Regions from separate parts of the Triticum aestivum genome. Here regions 1 and 2 are each linked to region 3. Evidence: chromatin contacts called from public Hi-C data. All regions are on one chromosome and are shown on one strand. The core of a region is the stretch at or near the end of the contact, and the rest is flanking DNA. Distances in the headings are between cores, read along the strand shown.

The links. Hi-C and Micro-C count contacts between places; a contact is called where the count stands out from the background.
Region 1: a Hi-C map of leaf shows a contact between it and region 3, with 4 times the contacts expected there. The contact joins the promoter of LOC123145385 here to the enhancer-like site in region 3. A contact is called at or near these places in 2 of 5 Hi-C or Micro-C datasets (both in leaf) and 1 of 1 datasets of contacts at active chromatin or transcription factors (leaf).
Region 2: a Hi-C map of leaf shows a contact between it and region 3, with 4 times the contacts expected there. The contact joins two enhancer-like sites. A contact is called at or near these places in 2 of 5 Hi-C or Micro-C datasets (both in leaf).

What each region holds. Positions count from the first base shown.
Region 1 is chr6D:402,206,144-402,209,644 of IWGSC CS RefSeq v2.1, forward strand. It overlaps LOC123145385 (homeobox-leucine zipper protein HOX16), which reads right to left and starts at 2,142. Exons shown (of 4, transcript XM_044564787.1): 1 at 1,532-2,142; 2 at 1,256-1,395; 3 at 926-1,165; 4 at 5-823. The coding sequence starts at 1,643. The coding sequence ends at 293.
Region 2 is chr6D:402,135,259-402,138,970 of IWGSC CS RefSeq v2.1, forward strand. No RefSeq gene overlaps it. Among protein-coding and RNA genes, the nearest start is that of LOC123145384, 23 kb to the left of the region's middle. Within about 2 kb of position 1,308, at least 7 of the 8 cell types and tissues checked have an H3K27ac peak or open chromatin away from gene starts, as enhancers often do. A contact at or near this core is called in leaf, where this site is marked.
Region 3 is chr6D:402,356,926-402,360,407 of IWGSC CS RefSeq v2.1, forward strand. No RefSeq gene overlaps it. Among protein-coding and RNA genes, the nearest start is that of LOC123141746, 44 kb to the right of the region's middle. Within about 2 kb of position 1,941, at least 5 of the 8 cell types and tissues checked have an H3K27ac peak or open chromatin away from gene starts, as enhancers often do. A contact at or near this core is called in leaf, where this site is marked.

The DNA of each region.
Region 1 (3,501 bases), core at 892-3,391, 150 kb before region 3:
GCAGTAGATGATTAAAAATCTCATTTGACATGATGTACTGTGCCATAAGAATGAGGCTCTGACTCCGTTCACTTATTTCCCGTACATCACGACAGATTTTACCACCGATGTATTACCCTAACTCGTAGTACAATGCATATGCATACAACTTGGTCGATCGTAGTGACCCAAGATTACAGCGGGAAGCATACAAGGAGAGAAAACAAAACGCCACGATTTCTTTTACTGATATACTCCGAAATTGATCGATTCCACGGCGCACGCACGCACGCTTCTTGATGCGTGCGCGAGCCTAGTTCCACATCCAGTAGCTGATCTGGCCGTCGTCCTGCTGATCGTCGTCGTCCGTGTGATGGTGGCCGTGCCCTTGCGCGGCGGCGAAGAAGACGGCGGCGTCGTCGGGGTAGTAGCTGCAGCCCTCGTCGCTGCCCGCGCCGTCGTCCTCCTCCGACTGGATGCCGCCCGCCACGGGGCCCATCACGCACTCGTGGTACTCGTCGCCGCCGGCGCCCCCCGGGAAGCAGTACGAGTCCACGCTGCTGTCCACCACGCCGGCGAGACCGCATCCGCTCCCGAGCAGCGCGTCCCTCGCGTCCAGCACCGCGCTCCCGCCGCTCCCCGGGCTCAGCCTCTCCTCGTCCTTCACATGCAGCTGCTGCTGCACCACCTCGAACGCCTCCGCTGCCGCGGCATGTTCCTCGGCGTTGGCCAAGGAAGCCTTCGCCTCCGCCGCCGCCTGCTCCGGCTCCAAGGCGTCGACGGCTGCACCGAAGCTGCCTTCCGGCGCCTCCTTATCTTGCATCTTCTCGGTCAACGTTACCACCTGACGGCACAAAGATGGATGGATCTCCCAAATCAAACTCAGCGGCGGAAGCCCCGGTGCCCGGCCGGTGATGAAGCGTGGTTGTTGACTTCGATTATTTACCTGTGACCGGAGCCGGTGGTTGTCCTGGAGGAGGGCGTCGTGGTCGGCCCGGAGGGCGTCGAAGGACGCCTTGAGGCGGTCGAAGTCGCGCTCCAGCGTCTTTGTCTTCCACCGGGCGCGGCGGTTCTGGAACCAGACGGCCACCTGGCGTGGCTGCAGCCCGAGCTTGCGGGCCAGCTCCGTCTTCCTCTCCGGCTCCAGCTTATTCTCCTCCTCGAAGCTCCTCTCCAGCAGGTGGACCTATACACGTACGCGTGGCGCGCATGCACCATCAGAATTAATTCGGATGAACAGAGCATCATCTTCACCACTGTAGCAGCGAATTGTCACCTGCTCCGGGGTGAGGCGCCGCTTCTTCTCCGGGAGCTGCTCGTCGTAGTACTCCTCCTCGAGCATGTCATCCGGCGAGGTGAAGAAGGGCCGCTTCACGCCGCGCCCTTCTTCCATGCCGCCGAGGACCGGTCTCACCCCTTCATCACTCAAACATGGCAACCCCAATCAGTACACCAATCACTCTCCACTCTCCACACAATCAAGAAGGCGAGACCTACTAACGAACCAAACAACCGGGATCGAGAAAACTAGTAGTGGATGAGAATATAATACCTCGATGGAACATGCCGGCCGCGCCGGCGATGCCGCCGGCGCCGCAGTCCATGAAGAGCATCTGTCCGTTGCCGGAGCCCGACGTGTTGAAGATGAGCCGGCCGGGCTCCATCGCAGAGAAAGCTTCAAGAAGTTGCCTTGGTTGGTTGTCGATCGAACGGGGGGCGGAATCAAATGAAAAAGACGTATATATACAGCTGCTGCGCGGCGGAGGGGCTCTTATAAGAAGCAGGACGAGGAGGCGATCATGGCGGCGAGCTTGTGGCGGAAGAAGCTGGTGCTCCACAGAAGCCGCGTGGGCGTCTTCATCGGCATAAGCGAAATCCCCATCATACACGCCCCAGTCCCGAGGTCCCGAGAGATCTCCTCAGCCCTGCCGGGAGGAGACCGCTCAAAGGAAGAGCAGGCAACCTAGCTACACCTCTCGCCGGAGAAGACGCAGCCGGAGCGGGACAACTCGGCCGGCCGGAGAAGAGGTTGGTGGTGGAAGGGAGCCCAAGAAGAAAAGGAAATCTTTTCTTGATTTTCTTATTGAGGGATCACTATTTTTCTATTGCGCTTATAGTATTTTTTTTCTTGTGGAGGATACTGATCGGCTAAAGTTTGAAGAAATGGGGAGGAGGCTTCTTATAGGCGCCGGGGCGGTGTGGATTGACGAGTTTGTCCCTTGGTGGCAGCGGTGGGTGGGACGAATTGGCGGAGGATCGAGACGGAACCAACGGAGCTGGACGCCGGGTGTCTGATCTTGATATTCTGATGTGATCTTTTGCTCTCAAAGGTAAAAAAAGTGTGCTCCTAGTTATAGGAATTACAAGGTGTTTTTCTCTTTTCATGTCGAAACCTAGAACTTACAGTGTGCTCTTTTTCCCTTCCGGAAAAGACCTTACATGGTGTGGAGGTTGGAGAAGGCTCTCTATGCTATCAAGATCTTTTGTGGATGGAACCATGTTTTTTTCTCATGTGTTGAGTTTATTCTTGTGATAATAAAAAAGACACACGCTCGTGCGTACGCAAGTATATGGGCACCCACAGTCACCAATAGAGGCATGCCAGCGAATCAAATTTTCGTGTGGTGAAGATTAGGGATAAATATGTTGAATATACCAGCATGAGGTCGTATTCATCCGGGTAATGTTAGACCTACGTAATTTTTGTTACGTGTTTTACGTAAGCAGCAACGTGGATCAGTATTATTGGACCGGGGAGGAGCGACATGGCCCACCCACTGAAATTAGGGGGGGGGGGGGGGGGGGGCGAGAAGAGTAGATTGGAAGTTTACGTAGGGAGTTTGTAGCGGGTTCGTAGGTCTAGCATTATCGGTATTCACCCCATTGCTAGAGTCTAAGGTTTGTGTAGCTTGTGCATTCAATCTATTTTTTTTCATTGTTGGGACTATCTATCAATTATGTTTAGCTAAATAAGTACCTTAATTACAAAATCTCTCTCTTTCTCTCTCATTTTTTAGTTATTTAAGATTTGAACGACATGCTCTAACTTCTATATGGATCTAGTAGTATCAATTTTGGTGGCGTCAATGTCGATTCTCTTCTCATTAAAGCGTTTCGTCAGATCCTAACACGACATATATGTTATTCGAACCTGGGTCACCCCCTTTCCCTTACTTTGATGATGGGCAATGTAGTAGTTGCTCAAGAAACCAAACACATGTTCCTTGTCGTCGAAGAACCACAGAGCAAAGCCTGTTACGTATTCAACTACAATTCCAAAACAATTAGCTATTTGAGCCTTGGTCTGCACTTCAGGGTGTTTCCCCCCTTAGAGCATCTACAGTCGGACTTCTCAAATTGACCGGGCGGGCGCGGGTACCACTGACCAGACAGGAGAGAGATGCAAAAAGTAGCAAAAAGTTGACCCAACCGGACTCCTCATATCATCCCTATACGCCCGGGCTGTCCGCGAACCCTCATATCCATCTGAAATATGGGGAGGATATGAGGGCTCGCGGACGT
Region 2 (3,712 bases), core at 58-2,557, 220 kb before region 3:
GATGGTGATGATAAGAGCCATCTTTCCAGCAGTAGGAGTAGTACGAGAAGAGAACAAGGCATGGGCAGGACAAAATTTCTGTTCTAACCTTTTTGCCAAACTTAATCACAAATTAACCTCGTTTTGAAAAGAATTTCGTATTTGACCTTTTTTGGCGACGCCAACATCTACGGCGTTTGGATTGCACAGGAGACGCCAGAGTTCCTGGCGTTTGCTTCGTAGCCCATATCCAGCTGGTCAGCTGACGTGGAAGGTCGAAACGCCAAGCTTCATGGCGTCTGGGCGTAGATGGAAACGCCATGCATCCCGGCGTTTGGGACAGGAAGGACACGCCATTAAGCTAGGTGTTTGACCACTGAAATTGTTTACCATTGCCGGTGTAGTGTTGGATCAAGATCTCTACAACAAGTAAATTGTTTAACATTTGCAAGCTGTAATTCACACTGTGGAATGCTAAGTTACGTAGACAAATCGATCCATCTCAAAAATCAAGTACGATGGTTTCAGAGAGCGCTAGCTATAACACATCCTTCACAAATCTCTGCATACCTGTTGAGCTACTCGGCCCGGTACGGACCAGGTCCAAAACCATCTATGCATAAGTGAATGTTAATATTTAGGGCATGTCTCATGCGGACCATCAAATCGTCTGCAAATGTCTGGATCAAACTGTTCGGATGCTGGAAGCCATCCAACGAGTCCTTATTAGTCTGCGGACCGGTCCACGCATCAGTTCTCCCGTAAACCGACAGAAAACCAGGGGAACTTTGTGGGAGATCGGACATCTGTCACGTAGGAGACAAACGCCAGCTGACCAGCTGGATATGGGCTACGAAGCAAACGCCAGGAACTCTGGCGTCTCCTGTGCAATCCAAACGTCATAGATGTTGGCGTCACCAAAAAAAGTCAAATACGAAATTCTTTTCAAAATGAGGTTAATTTGTGATTAAGTTTGGCAAAAAGGTTAGAACAGAAATTTTGTCCGCATGGGCTTGGCTGTAGGTCAGCCGTTGGAAAGATGGGCTCCTCCCGACGAAACAGTTTTCGCAGGGAAGGTGGTAGAACAGTGCGTGAAGAAGCGGCGAGAGACAGACCACGCGTGCGGTGGTGGTGGATGATCGGAGTCCGAAACGTGGGGTGGTTGGGTCAGATCACATCACATCACACGGCACGGGGGCGGGCTCATGGGGCCGCCACTGCGGCGTCCGGGGCTCGGTGCAGCCAGCGATGCAATGCGAGGCTGGACCGGCCTACGCAGGTGCGGGCGTCGGATGGGGGGACACGGAACATGGGCGAAGCAGCCCTGGTGGAAAGCGCCGATCGGCCTACGCACCGCTTGCTTGCTGGATGCTGGCCCACTCGATCCAAGCCCCCACCATCTGCTCCTGTTGCTCCGCCCGCCGGACCCCATGGCTCTGGCTCTGGGTGCCGCTTCGCTTTCGTCACCCGATTCGCTGCGAACCACGACACGCTCCGCACCTACCACCAGCCCAAACTACCACCATTGGTAGAGCACTGGTAGTAGAGACTAGAAAACGTTTTCACTTCTACCGATCTGTCTTTCACCGGCACGACGCGCCGCTGCGGCTGCCGGCGCGCGCGGTTGCGTCCACGGGATGATGAATGATCCTGCCTGCGTTGCCACCGCACGCCAGGCGGACAGCGAGCGCGGCGCGGCAATGCGCCAAAACTGCACTGGTGGGAATACGACTTGGAAACCTCGACAGCCCGAGGATGCAAGCAAGTTTTTCTTCTCTTGCCGCTCCGGTCGCCTCGTCTCATCATCTCATCTCATCACATCTGCCCCTTCCCACGTCCGTCCACACAACGACACCAACAACACATCACGTAATCAAGAGATCGCTTATCACCCACCACAGCCGTACCAATCCACGTCCGACTCAGCCCAGCCGCGCTTCAATTTTCATGCACACAAATCACCGCGCTAGATAGCCTGTCCCCCTCCTGCCCGGTCTGAATTTCTGATACGCGCAGTATGAATTTCCTAGCCAGCAGACGCTTCGCTTGCCGCCCTGCCGTATTTCCAGTCGCCGTCAGAAATGAATTTCATTTCCCCTTCCTTCTCTTCCTTTCTTCCCGCGACACGGACACGACCGATCGCGACCGCGGCAGATGCTTTCGGATCGACCCTGAGGCCAACCTACATCCCCAGGCTAGCTAGATTTTTCTCTTCCAAAGCGAGGAGCGCACAAAAGATAAGCAAAAATAGAGCAGCAGCACGACCGACCCGGTGTATGGCACACATTGACACGCCATTACGAGCGCTAGCTTTGGTAGCACCTGTACTCTTTCCTGCATGCGACGTCCCCGTCGAGGAGAGGTGGAATCTTGGCTTTGCTTTGTGAGTGGGGGCTGCGCAGGACAAAAGGTGCTCCCGCGTCCAATCTATCAAGGCCACGCTAGGGAGAAATGCTCTTGTCATGTGCCTGTTAGACTTGGCCAATTAACCACTCATGCTCGTGAGGACACTTAGTTTATCCCTGAGATAATCCGGTCATGGGCTAGCTAGCTTGATGCCAATTCAACGCATAACAACAATTCATCAACAGGTGCAAAAGAATTAGGCTTCCGCATGCACTTTGTTACTCCATATATATACATTTTGGAACGGAGGGAGTATTATTTACCACTTACAGAAGTACTCATGTTTGTGTGTCTGCTCCTAATTAAGTACAGCCTGGGTAAGCTGACTCTGATATTCTAGGGAAAATCCTGGCGAAAGGTGGGTGAAGCCGGCGTGAAAGCGATGCATCACCTTAGAAACAGTGAAAAGCTAGCGGTATGGAAGACGGAGTGGGAGAAGGGGCTACACACGGTTTTTATTTTCTCTGAGTGGATGAGATTGTGACAAAAAAAGGGCTTCTTTTTGCAAGAATATTTGTGCAATAGATCGATCGCCGTACTGTTCAGCAAACTTTAAATCTTGTTGTCCCCCACAATCGATTTCATCAATTAATTTCGACACAAAAGGAATGATTATCCACATTTGACTTTTTTTTATTTTTCATCAACTAATAATCAAGGAAATGGATGTTGGTTTGACAAGTGATCACTGGTCACTATAGTCCTTTAATCTCTATATGCAGCATGCATTATCTATTTATATACTCCATCCTTTACGGTTTATAAGGCTCACACATATCCATAGATAGACAATTCGACCAATATAATACAAGCTGTATATCACAAAAGTTATACCGTTAGAAAATTTGGCATTTGTAGTTTCTAACGATATTATTTTTGTGATATATAATCCGTATTACGTTGGTCAAATTATCAATCTAGGGATATGTGGAGGCCTTCCAACCAGAGAGAAGGTTGTATCACATATTAAGTCCAATCACCGTATAAAAGTCTGACTGAAGAACGTGGTTTAGTGTTAATATCTGCGAACATGACACTCAAGTGTGGCAAGTTAACATGAACAAGGTCATCCAAACAAATCACAAGGTCAATTGTTTGCCTTGACCAAGGCTAACTACCTATAACTTTCTCGTAATAAATGTTAAATTGTGCAATTCTTGTTGTGCGTTCCTATCTGTGCCTAGGCGGCTAAGAAGAAGACAGGAAAGAAAGTTAAATTGCATACCTTTAAAAGAGATTAAACTGCATATATCTTGCCTTGTGTCGATTGATACTTTTAAGTAATTTAGTCTAGCTTTCTGTATATGCGCACTAATGATGTAGGTAC
Region 3 (3,482 bases), core at 691-3,190:
CCATTCCCAACCCCATACAGACCAAGACTCAAGCTAACGCACCAACAGTGTATCCCCATACAGACCAAGACTCAAGCTAATAAGCCACTCCGACACAACGTGATTCTTGGATTACACACGGGCAAACAAGGCCAACTGATCATCATTGCACATCGCTCGCACGCATCCAGGTCGATCCAAGGAGGCCAATCACAGCGCCGGGGTTCGCGTCAATCGGCATCGGGGTTAACTACGCTGCTCGAGCCAACCAAGACAGGGAGAGGACTCGCACCGTGGACTACACAGATAGATCATCTTTCCATAATATAAGAGTATTTTTTACACTACACTGATGCAGGTGCAGTCGATCGGCGCCGCGATATACTAGGATAGGAGTACCATACTTGAGTGCGCTTTTCATATACGCAAAGGAGGATCGGGTCGGGTCGCGCGTCTCTCACCGTCACCGTCCATGGCCAAGGGGGCGCGCACGCGTGGTGCTTTGAGCCCGGAATCTGTTGGTTAATGTAGTAATTAACCTCTCTTATCGCCGCAAACCTAGGCTGATTAGCGCAGTTCAAAAAGAAAAACTCTAGGCTGATTAGTGCATGCATGTACTACCAACGAAAGGAAGGGCGAGGGTGAGGGCGACAGCGCCGGCGAGTGAAAGCGACTCCGGTCTAGTAGAGCGAAAAAACACGCAGCTACGCATACTACCAGCGGATTGGAACACGCACGCATGAGAGTAATGCTACACATACATTATCGCCGCTAACCTAGGCTGATTAGCTCAGTCGTGAGTGGGATTAAACAAGTCGCCACCACTTTGTCAGTTACTCAACTTGGGTTTGAAATGGTGCTCTGTTTGAAAGGTGGTGCATGGGCTTTCAACAAGTTATGCGCGCGCTATCACCATATATATCACGTCAGCCGTCGGTGTCTCTCTTGGGATAATATTTGTGAGAACCGTGGAGCCCTAATTCTAGGGATCTATGCCGTTGGATAGATACAATGGAGAAGAGAGGAGGATGGAGAATACTAGAAGATATGGGCATACATCAGGTCAGATATCTATAAAAAGTAGCACACAAATCAAATGCGGCATACCGTTTTGTTATATGGTTGAGGTGACGGAAGGATGATAGAAAATGGGATTCTCCATTTCTATACCTAGTCTATCTGCAGGGTATGGGCCAAATTTTTCTGGATGCAGGTACATCTGAACCCTATAGTCGTATATGCGACTGAGAAGCACAATGTTTAAGTTGAAAAAGATGAAAACAGTCGTGCACGTAAAGGTAAGATACAAGTGCGTGCATGTAATTTAAATTTTTTGAGATGGATGTGCATGCAAAATTTATAGGTTAAACTTCGCCGTATGCCGATGAGAATTGTAGAACGACAAGACGAAATGAAAACCGTACGAGCGGCACTCCCGGCCTGGGTCGCTGCAGCATGATTCCATGAAGGGTCGACTGTCCCCGACCAGGTTGCTACATGCATATGTTGCTCCGTGGACGAGCTGCAGTAGCATATCTATTTCCTCCGTGTGTGCGTGCACATTCACATCACATCCAAGGGCACTAGCCACCCCCACCCATCGAATCCAGCCCTAGTCCCGTCCCGTGTCATGTGGTGCGGCGGGCACCGTGCCACTGCGGCGACGCAGGCACAGAGAGCACCTCCATTGACCCGGGCCAGCAGCTCGATCGGCTGGCCGGTCCCCCTCCATCTCTCTAAATTGCCGCTCACATGCGCTCGTCGTCCCAGGGCATTGCATCTGCGCCTACCCTAAAATACATGGTCGATGGAGGCACATGCATGAGGCCGACAGGGAATCCAATCCGGATCCATTGGAGCAGGTAGATATTTCGCTCACGCCCAACCAATGCAAGCTACACGCTTGTGTGCATATACGCTACGCGTCAACGTGTACAGATAGAGATAGGCGCTGGCTGGCAGGCAGCGTGCTCGCTGACGATTCCTTCTGCTCATCTCATGCACGGTCTCTCTCGCTCGTAGTACTAGTAGCATTAGTATTTTTTTCTCCTCCGTCAGACGAGATGCTCGATCGGCCAGGCTTGTGTTGTGTAGTAGTACTACTAAGTACACGCATCAGCAACCTAATTCGCCTAAAAAATCGCCTACAAAACAATCAATCTAATCGTCGCCGTCAGTAATAACCCCTGTTCCCCGCAAAAAAAAAAAGTAATAACCCCTGTCCTGCTCGAGTACCTGCTGGTCTGAGTGGCTTGGTGTCCGTTAAAGGAAAGCTCAAACGGAAAAAATCGGAAGCAGAATCGGGCAAAACGGAGTGGGCTATCGCGCGCGATCGTGCCGGATCACCGCGCCCATTCCCGAAGCGCAAACCGACCCGACGTCGAAAGGAAAGCTGGGGTGAAAGTCGCCCGTCTGGTGCCCGGCGCACCGGCGAGGAAAAGAGGGGGGAAACCGACGAGTCCATGTCGAGCGAGGTGGTCAGAGCACCACCAGCCCCTGCCATGCATGCCAGTGATCCCGCTGCCGATCGACGCTTCCATTATTAGCGGGCGAGCCCCAGCAACAAACAGAGGCACATGCTCGCGGGAAGGTGTTCGGAGCGGCGACCACCACACGTACGCGTACGGTGAAACCGTGGCTCGGGATTTCGTTGCGTTGCGTCAGTCGATGAGCGGCGCGTAATGTTTCTGTGGCTGTGGGTTGTGTCTGTGCCTGTCCTGTGAATTGTGGGTGCTAGGTTGGCAGCACCCACCGCCAGCTGCTAGCTGGGCCTCTCGATCGATATCGATGCTACGTAGAAACCTCAGTGAAACGTTGCACGTTGGTGGAAGATAAGAGTGAACTGGTCACCTTTTGCTTGGGAGAGTGACTTGATCAAAACGGAGGAGGGCCCAACTGAGAGCCAAAGGAACCAGAGGGCTATCTTGTTATTCCTATTCACTACTTTGGTGACAGTGATCAGTCAAGACTAAGTGGGAAAGAAGAAGCAACAGAGGAACAAACTTATCCTCGATGCCCCCCTGCTCGCTTAAAAGAAGGAATAGGATCAAAATTTTCTAGAGTATTTGCTTAGCTGTGAAGCAACAGTGACGTCTTTTGCATCTCAAAGCGTCTGCAAGTGCTCCCAACTGTGCTGCATTGCGTCGCAAATGGTGGTGGTGAGGTGAATCTCCTGAGTGGAGAGTCAAGGTGGACTCTGTGAGCTTGCTCAAAAGGAGGGGTGCAATGGCGATGGCACTGATGGGACTTGCCAAAGCCAACCGCAAAAGCAAAGCCAAGCGTATAAATACTCTTCTCATGGGATATAGATGGATAAAAGGTGAGGCTCATTGCTCCTCCTACTTGCTATGTTTTTTTTACTTTCCTTTGTTATTGTTTTATAATAGTATTTCATCTGTTGTTTAGAACTGGGTGTCACTGAATAAAGTAGTAGGGGTGAGAAAGTGGTGGAAAAGGTACTTTCCATTAAGGTAGGTATTTGTTTTGGCTCCTAGGATGACTGG